Regions from separate parts of the Gossypium arboreum genome. Here region 1 is linked to region 2. A link is a contact called in public Hi-C data. All regions are on one chromosome and are shown on one strand. The core of a region is the stretch at or near the end of the contact, and the rest is flanking DNA. Distances in the headings are between cores, read along the strand shown.

The links. A called contact is a pair of places that touch in the nucleus more often than the background predicts.
Region 1: a contact with region 2 is called in a Hi-C map of leaf, with 4 times the contacts expected there. The contact joins the promoter of LOC108476362 here to the promoter of LOC108464866 in region 2. A contact is called at or near these places in 2 of 5 Hi-C or Micro-C datasets (both in leaf).

The regions. Positions count from the first base shown.
Region 1 is chr3:23,142,643-23,147,387 of ASM2569848v2, reverse strand. It overlaps LOC108476362 (squamosa promoter-binding-like protein 2), which reads left to right and starts at 2,011. Exons shown (of 5, transcript XM_053025595.1): 1 at 2,011-2,566; 2 at 4,057-4,745. The coding sequence starts at 4,130.
Region 2 is chr3:22,193,052-22,197,809 of ASM2569848v2, reverse strand. It overlaps LOC108464866 (REF/SRPP-like protein At1g67360), which reads right to left and starts at 1,791. Exons shown (of 3, transcript XM_017765142.2): 1 at 1,607-1,791; 2 at 1,276-1,509; 3 at 379-1,053. The coding sequence starts at 1,624. The coding sequence ends at 610.

The DNA of each region.
Region 1 (4,745 bases), core at 762-3,261, 950 kb before region 2:
TTCAATTGACTAAAAAGTTATTATTGTCAAAAATTTTATTCACGTCATTTAAAACAAAAGAGGATTCAATGGAGGGTCCAAGTATGTCCTCTTCACCGATAAATTTATGTTCTAAAACTCAAAATGAAGTGGTTGTTGACAAATAAGAAGATGGTAATCATTTTTGTTCCTAATCATTGTATTTTTCAATTCTTTACGTTCTTGAATAATTAGTTTCTCAATCCTATTTTTTTATCCGAATCGCTTGTTTGTTCACAATCCTTTGTGGGTATCCTTTTTACGATTTGAAATTCTTTTAGTTGTTAATATTCATATCAAGAATTTTAATTTAGGGTTTTCATTAAACAATAAAAAATCCAATCTTTTGTTTTTCAGTATTGAATAAAAGAGATAGAGGAGTGCAAAGAAGACATACCTGAACCCTCCATTGAATCCATCTTTATGAAGTAGTCAATTTGATTTCAACTATTTTGATCTTAATAATAGTTTTTCCAATCAAATGAAAAAAAAACCACTGAAAAAAGAAGAGATAGAAGAAAAATTAAAAAGATGAGATGAACAGATTTTTTAGTTAAGGTTTAGGTTTAAAAATTTTAATTAATTAAAATTTTTAATTAAAAATCTATTTTCATCCTTAGAAATCTAAGTTGGCATCTAAAATCTAGTTGGACTGCCACGTAGGATTACCGTTAGAGAGATAACGGAACTTAACGGTAGAGTGATCACTTCGTAACAAAATAGTAATATAAGTGACTAAAACGTAACATTTCAAACATAAGTGACTAAAATGTAACCTGAGACAAATAAAAGTGATTATTTTTATAGATTACCCTAATATTAATAATAGCAATATGTTACTATCTCTGTTTCTGCAACTTGATTTGGTAGTTAAGAGGGGACAAAGTGTCAATATCAATAATTGTATATTAGGGTTTAGAAATAAAAATAAAAATAAAAATGTCAAAATTTGTTTCGAATAATTGTTAAAAGGATCCTAAAAGATTAGAATGACAAAAGGGGGGTTTGAGGGATAGGTTGACACCCATATTTGATTGTACGTACGGTGTAAGCTCTAGGTTGACAAATTTGCTCATATAGTAATTTAAAATTTATAAAATATGATAAAGTACCAGAGTTAATAACATATATAAATGACATAATTGTAATAGAAAATCACCATGATATTATATTTTAATACTGAGTTTAAAGTGAGAAAGATCCACCATCTAAACACAATTTGTGGTCCCTTTGATAGGTGAATTATTTTAATGTTTTGATGCTAGTATGATTATCATAATCTCTTAAAATTGGACTTCCTTAATTATAATATGACAGAATATAGAATAATCAAATACCTCAATCTAATAAGGTACCTTTCGAGTTAGTTGATATATTTTAAAACAAAAATAGAAAAAGGTTTCATTAACTTGAAATAATTAATGTTAAGTAGATTTTGCAGCACAAATTCTTAACTCAGGGATTGTAGGGATGATTTATTCTTTTTAATATTTTGAATTCTGATCCCACCTTTCCAATAATCTGCATTGTTTTATTATTAATCAAATTTTTTATGTATTTTAATTTTTATATTTTTTAAATTTTAATTTAAATGGGTGTTAATTTTGTACTATGCTTAAATTCTTGTTTTCTAATTTTTGTATTTTTATTATAAGATCAACATTAAATTTATTTATTAATACGTAGCTTTTTTATAGGTAAAATTTTAATTAACAGTTAAGAGATTAAAAATACAACATCGGATAATATAAAAAATAGACCTAATATTAGTTGGGCTGGCTACTTGTAACTGACAAGAAAAAGGCCACCCTTTCATTACCGTCCAAAAAACTACTACTCTATAGTCCATACTCCATAACCTGCAAAAGTTGCAATGCAATCAGCTTTTGTACTGGCACGTGTCATTATTTTAAATAAATTCTACCTAATTTAATTTCTGCATTAAAAAAAAAGTTACTGCAGCAGTAATAATACAACAAATAAATAAATAATAATAAAAGGAAATAATTTCTTCCAAAAAAGCTAGGCTTTAATTATTTTTTGCCCCACTCAGCACCTCTTTCGTTGTTTGTCCTTCCATTTTCAGTCTGTGAAAGAGACCCTGACTCGGTCTCAGACTCAGACTCGGCTGTGGGCTGTGCTTTGCTGTGCCTTGCTGTGCCTTATCTCCTTTCTTTTTCAAGATCTTTAATCCTTCTGCTCTTTCTTTTTCTATTCTTTCTGCCCAACATTGAAGTACGCATCGGTAAGTATCACAATCTCACCAGAAAGCATTTGCCTTGCCTTTTCTTTCTTTCTTTCTTCTTTTTTTTTTTTTTTTTTATATATGTTTTCACTTTGTTTTTACTAAACGCCGTTAATAAATAGGAAAGATAAAACAGAGATTTCATTTTGGATTAATAAAGAAAGCAATAATGAGGTACTAGAGTTTCTAAAAATGGGGAAACATCTCTTGTTTTTGCGGCTCAATTGAAACGTCATTTTCTTCCTATCTTCTACCTTTATTATGTGAACTTGTTTTAACTTTAGAAAGGAAAAAAAAAAGAAGGTAAAGTGCGTTTTTTTTTTATCGTTATGATTTCTTTTCTTGTTTTCTGGGGAAAATCAATGGAAACGACTGCGTTTGTGTTTGTTGAAAGGGTTCCTTTTTATTAATTTTTACCTTGTATTTCTGGCTGAAAGCTGAGTAGAATTTATTAAAACATTAAAAGGAAAAACGATATGACGAATGATATCTAAGAAGGGGACCAAATACTTTCTATTTTTTTTTTTAGTAAAAATGAATATTTTAGTTTATATGTTTGTTCTGTTTCTGTTTCAATGCAAAACTTCATATATATTGTATGGAGAAAAAAATTATGAGTAGAATTTCTTTTTTGTGTATTTTTTTGGTTGACATATATAGTATTTGTTAATTGATTTTAATGGTTTTCGTGGGGGTTTGAGTAAAAATGGTTGTTGGGATGGCTTTTTATACATCAGTAAATTGTTGAATTTATGGTAGATATTTTTCGGTACAAGAATTTATGGTAGATTAGGGTTTCATTGAATTTTGTTTTGTACAGTAGTTGTGGGTCTGAGTCAGGGACCTACTTTGCAAGATTTCCCAGATAATCGAATGGGAATTATTGAAAGTGTTAGTGTTTTTAGACTAGGTTACTTGATTAAAAAGTGAATCCTTTTATTTATTTAATTTTTGGGTTCCTCTACTTGGACGTTATTACTGCTTCTTAGAATTATTGAAGATAGTGGGGCGTGCAGAGAGAGAGGGAGGGAGCTGCTTTGTTAAAGAGGCTAGACCGGGTAGTTTTTGTTGGATGGGTTGATAGATAAGGTAAATTCTTCTAGAGTTTTGGTGGTGGAATTTACTGCTGATGTTGAAGGTTTATGGAACACTACTATGTTTTTACTTGGGGTTGAAGATCAGCTTACATTCGTACAAGACTCGTATAGAGAGACAGTTTGGAATTATGGTGTCAGTTTGTTTGCGTTAGCAATAATGAATGGATGAGAAAAAAAGCTCTACTATTATTCTAGTTCGAATCTGCAAGGTCCAATATAACATACTTTTTGTCTTTGTTTAAGCTCTCTTTTCTGTTGGATATTGATATCTGCATAAAAAAATGCTCGGCTTGAGAAGTGATTGCTTTGTTTAGTCGAACCTCTCTACTACTCTGGTTGCGATTGTTTTGCTAAGTGGATTTGAAGTGGCATCAACAAACCTTTTTTAGTTTAAACTTGGGGAAGGGGTGGACTAAATATTGTTTCGTTGAAGTGGATAGAAAATTTTCTAACTTGTACCACTCTAGATCTGAGAAACAGAGAGGGTTGGACTTTGATGCTGTTAGATTTAGAGGTAAGTTTTGAACTTGATATGCAGGGATTAATTTTTGTTTATCAGTTGTTTTGCGTGCTACGTGCCTATATGGATTCTTTGAATGGTCTGCTTCATATATAAGGTTACTGAATTTAGGATGATTGAAATTGTTTTCATTTATTTCCTTTATGAATTGAGCAAACCTTGAGGTTATATTTTAGGATCTGTTGACAAGTGGCTTGGCTTTTATATGAAGAAGATTGTTTGAACTGTTCTGTGAGTTCTATCTCTCTCATGGACTGGAGTGCCAAAACCCCGTTGCAATGGGAGTGGGAGAACCTTATGATGTTAAATGCGACACCAACTGAAATTCCAAGGAAGCTAAGATCGGTAGAGTGGGATATTGAGGGCGAGGAAGAGCTGGACTCTGGGTCTCTATATTCTTCTGGTGCTGCTGCTGGAGGTAGTGGTGGTTCTGGATCAGATTTGGGCCTTGTTTCTTTGTCTAAAAGTTCGAAATCGGCATCCATTAATTCTTCATCTGCGGAAGAGGTAAAAGCGACCACATTTACTTTGGAGGCTTTTGAAGCTATACCACATGAAATTAGCAACAAGAAAAAGGTTTCCAAGGTTGAGCACACCGGTAGTTCCCCAATATTTGAGGCTTCAGTTGGCTCTGGTGAGCCATTGCTCAGTTTAAAGCTTGGCAAGCAAACATACTTTGAAGATGTTTGTACAGGAAGCAATTCAAAGACTTCATCTTATTCTGCCACTCCTGCACCATCCCCTTCCCCTGCAAAGAGATCCAAACCCAATTGTCAGACAAAACATATTCTGCGTTGCCAAGTCGAAGGCTGTAACCTTGACCTTTCTTCGGCTAAGGATTACCATCGGAAACACAGAGTTTGTG
Region 2 (4,758 bases), core at 542-3,041:
TTAATTAAATTCATGTCTTTTAACTATTTGTTTTATTTAATTTATATTATTTAATTTACATTAACCCTAAAGTATAAAATAATTATCTTAAATTCACTAACTGAATTGATAGAAAAATAGCTAAAAACCATATTTTCTATTTTGAAAATAATTTTATTTATGTATTAACATTTTTAATTTTTCATCAGAAATTATCAAAATATGATTTAACAAAATTTTTAAAAATTACCTAATGTCAGTGATGATTGAATTGAATTTTTAATTTCTAAAAATACAAAAGCTAAAACTCAAATTTTATGTAAATGCAAGGACTAAAACAGATTTTAACCTTTATTTTTTCACCAATAGGTAAACCTTTATTATTTAAAAAATGCCTAATTTAATTTTAAATTAAAAATAAATAACTTTTTAATCGTATGTACTCATAATCTAATACAAGCTGGAAGATTGAAAGTTGAAAAGGGCATATCATAAAATCAGCCACAAATTCAGAGAGCAAACATGTCAGACATCTAAACGAACCAAGTCATATTAGATTCGACATGTAGCCAATTTACAATGGCAAAGCATCACATTGCCTCTCTACTAACACACTCAGAAACCAAACACCTAATCTGAATCTGATTCAGATTTATGATCATCCGCATTTGCTTTCTCTTTTCCTTCAGCTTCCTTAACAGCCTTCCCAAAGGCATCAACGGGAATCGATGGTAAATACCCAACCACAGGATAACCTTTTCCGCTCTTCTCCTTTAACCAACTGTTGTATTTCTCACACAAATTAGCTGCTTTGGGAACAACCTTTTCTGTCACTGAGTTGAAAGTCAAGTTGCTGTTCAGTTTAACCCACAACTTGGTCGAGCTTACCAACACCAAGTTCTTGTACTCAGCTGCAGCGTAGTGCAAAGCCCCTCGTGCTCCATTGGTTCGAGCCTCCTCTACTAGTTTCTGAGCCTTTTGGGTTGCCTTTTGGACCAAATCGTGGGCCAGGTTAACCACTTGCTTGGCTGGTGCTGGAGCATGCTCGTCAAATTTGTGTGAAACCTCATCTACCTACGGTTATTTTAATCAAATACGATAATAAAGTTAGGAATAAATTGGTTCACGCTAAACTGAACTTTCCCCATTTTTAAAATATTAGATTTAATCCTTACTCTTCCGATGAATTTCAAAATACTAAAATTACTTGCTAAACTTAAAGACGAGAAAGAACTAATCAACAGAAACTTCTGATCAAAAGTTCCAAACAGTGATTTTTTCTTAATGGGCGAATACCTTGTTATCAAGAAATCCAAGAAAATGATCAGGAACATCCTTAAATTTCCCGTAGGCGGGACCGACGGCAGTGGTAACGGCATGCTCGACGGCGTCAACGGTGGATCTCAACGGCCCCGAGTTCTGTTTAGAGTAATCGTAAAGGTTCGAGACGCAAACCAAGGCGTGGATTGTAGCCACCCTGACGAAGTTTAGGTGCTTGAGGCCTAAATTCTTGTTCTCAAACTCTAACCCCTAACATTTTAAATCAAATCACAAACAAAAAAGCTCTAAGCTTAAATTTTAAAATAAGGGAGAAAGGAGGAGAAGAAGAAAGAAGAGATCAAAATACCTTCTCCATGGTTGCCATCTGTTTGATGCAAGTATCCTTTGCTTCACTTTTTTGAGAGAAAATAAACGATCGTAATCTACGGTGTAAAACAAGTGCAATTTTATTTATTTTATAGATGAATTCATATGGGATGTTAGATGAGATCCAACGGTTTATATCGGATCTAAGGATATCACAATGCCAGAGCGGGCGGTTTTCCAATTTCATCTTTCTTTACTTTTCTGGGTGCAAATAGAGGATTCTAGAAGGACACGTGGAAGGATCTTACTTGGTGGAGATGCAATAATATCTAAGGGAACCATTTTCTTATTCTTGGGCGGTCTGTTGTGAGGTCCACCCATTCCCACACCAATTTTTATTCTATCTAATTGCGCTGAATATTATTAAATTATTTGTAAATTATATTTTAATTATTTAATTTTAAAAATTTTAAAATAATTTAAAAATTTTATTTAAACTATTGAATGATTAAAATTATTATTGTATAACTTTTTTCGTTTGTATTACTTGCACAAATTAAAAGATTTTCTTACTCTTTTTTTTACAGTTTAATTTTTTTAAAAAATAATGTTGAATGTTATAAATTTCAAACTAACATTCAAAAATATTGTCCTTTAATTTTGATATTAATTATCAAATTAACTTAAATATAAGATATGTTATTATACTTATTAATAAATATTAATCTACTTTATTGATCATTGAAGTGTCACTTAAAATTCACTAATTAAACTTTTAAAAAAATTTAATAACACAATAACTTTAAATAATTCAACGGCTTTTGTGTCTCATTTTACTTTTGGAACTCATAATTGTGATAGGAGGGAAGCAAGTGTTGAGTCGTTAAGATTTAATTATTAGATTTTTTTTACAAAAATATTATAATTTTATAAGTTGTATTAGGTTGTGTTTTCTATATTTTATATAAAATTGAACATATTAATATATATAGGAGAAGAATCAGAGTTGTTTAGTGTTTTGGATTGGGATGTGAACTACAGATTTAATATCAATATATTCTTTTATTATTATATTAGTGGTTAATCCACGATATATTAATAATCAGGGTGTGCTATTACATGAAAAATTACTTAAAATATAATTTCTCAAAAATGAACTTATAAATTTTTTTTTATGTTCGGGTGATTTTGCTTTAACAAAATTTTTACAAAATCTAAGCTTTGAACATCAAAGAATACTCGTTCAAAAAATTCTTTCTAACATAATTTTATTTATTTTTGAATTAAATAATAATTATTTATGGTTAAATACAAATTAATTTACATAAACAACCATATGTATATATTTTAGTTAAAACATGCTCCAAATTATTGAGCAATGACCAAACACAAACACAAATTTCATTTTCCAAACAATCATAAAATTATTAATAAGTAGAAGGTAAAACATTTCCAAAATGTGAGGCATTTTATTACATGCAGAAGTAAAAAAATTGAGATACACTCTGCTATATCATCTGAGTAGCTCATGTTGAGTGACAAAATAAAATAGAACAAGACTGAAAAATTGCAAACTCTGTACTAAACACTACAACCACTTACACAACACATATAACTCATGGAAACATATAACTAACAGCGGGATTAGTACAAAGAGACAGGCAAAAACTGGCATTTTAAGTGCATTTTTAACAGCTTTAATGGCATTCCAATCACCTTGGAACTTCTTCCCATCCTTTGTTCCACCATGGATAGCTAAAAGAGAGCAACCAACAATACATCCACTAGCATATTTGATTGTATCATGTGAATATGGGAACACTCTGATTTTGCAAGAAACCGACACGTTGAGATTCAAAGCCAACTTTTCCACTAAAAGATTTCACAAGAGGAAGGTTGTCCATCAAGAAAGCTCCATAATTTCTTTGTCTACCAATTGGCTAACGACACCTACATGTAAACCAGGCAACCATTTATGGTAGAAGCTAACAATTTTCAACCAGGATCCTATTTCATAACCACTCTTGTAATTTGCTCTTCACTTCCTCAAATGGCTAAAGTTAATATCATATAAATTTCAGCATCAATACCTACCAAGGGTACTATCATGTACTTGTTTTCCATGAAAGTAAAGTTTATAATTATACCCCAAATTAATATTAATATAATCGTAATAAGATTTAACTCTTCTTGCAGCATCAAGAAAAACATCAAGGACATTATCACAAAATTGAACAAACAATGTGTGGTCTCAATGTCTGCATATTCAAACAAAGCAATGACCGAACACCAATTGAAATTGTTGGAGCAAGCAGACATGAATAACAAAACACTGAAATAGACTAATGAACAAAGAAACACGTTGACGCAACCGAGAGGATTAATGAAGACATGCGCTCCACCATGGCTTCGCTTGAAAAGGTAGTTTTGGATTCACAAGCCACGTGTGCTGCCCTCATTATTGAATTATCTAATTCACAGTTTTCTGTGGAGAATCTTACAACCGTCTTAGAACTGAGATAAAAACTAGCATACTAGAGTTGTAGGTGCAAAACACAATAGAGGAAAACAAAAATCAACGTCTTAACACTAATCACTACGAAAATTGAAGATGCAACTTGTAGAGGGTTAATGGGATGTATCAGAAAAAAAATGGAGAGAAAAATTACAACAGATCCGATAACATTGAGCAAAGTGGTAAGTGATGGTTGCTAAGATGAAAAACGGAAAATGTGAATGACAAGTAGAGAAGAAAGAGTTTTGAGAGTCATAATTCCAAAAGACTAATACTCCTTTTACTAGTTGTGAATCCTATTTATAGATTTTAGGAAACGCAAATTACAGATCTAGGTAATTAATATGAGGAATGTAATTAATTTTCAGTTACAACGACATTAATTATTAAGAGTATGGTGAAAGGTTTTGTTGGCAATGGTGATGATGAATATAGAAGGGAAAAACACTCAATGTTACAGAAAAAAGGTTAAAAGGGGAAAATCTTAATAATAAAGACAACCCAACAACTTTGTCGTATTCTGGGGTTACTTCTACTCCTTCTACTTTGGTGAAACGGTATCATGTGAAACATGTTTCGCAAAACATCTTTTGAAACATAAGACAATAGTTGTTTTTGAATGGGAGTTATTCTTGAATAATAGTTATTTTGACTTGTTCCAAACGTGAGTTGTTCTC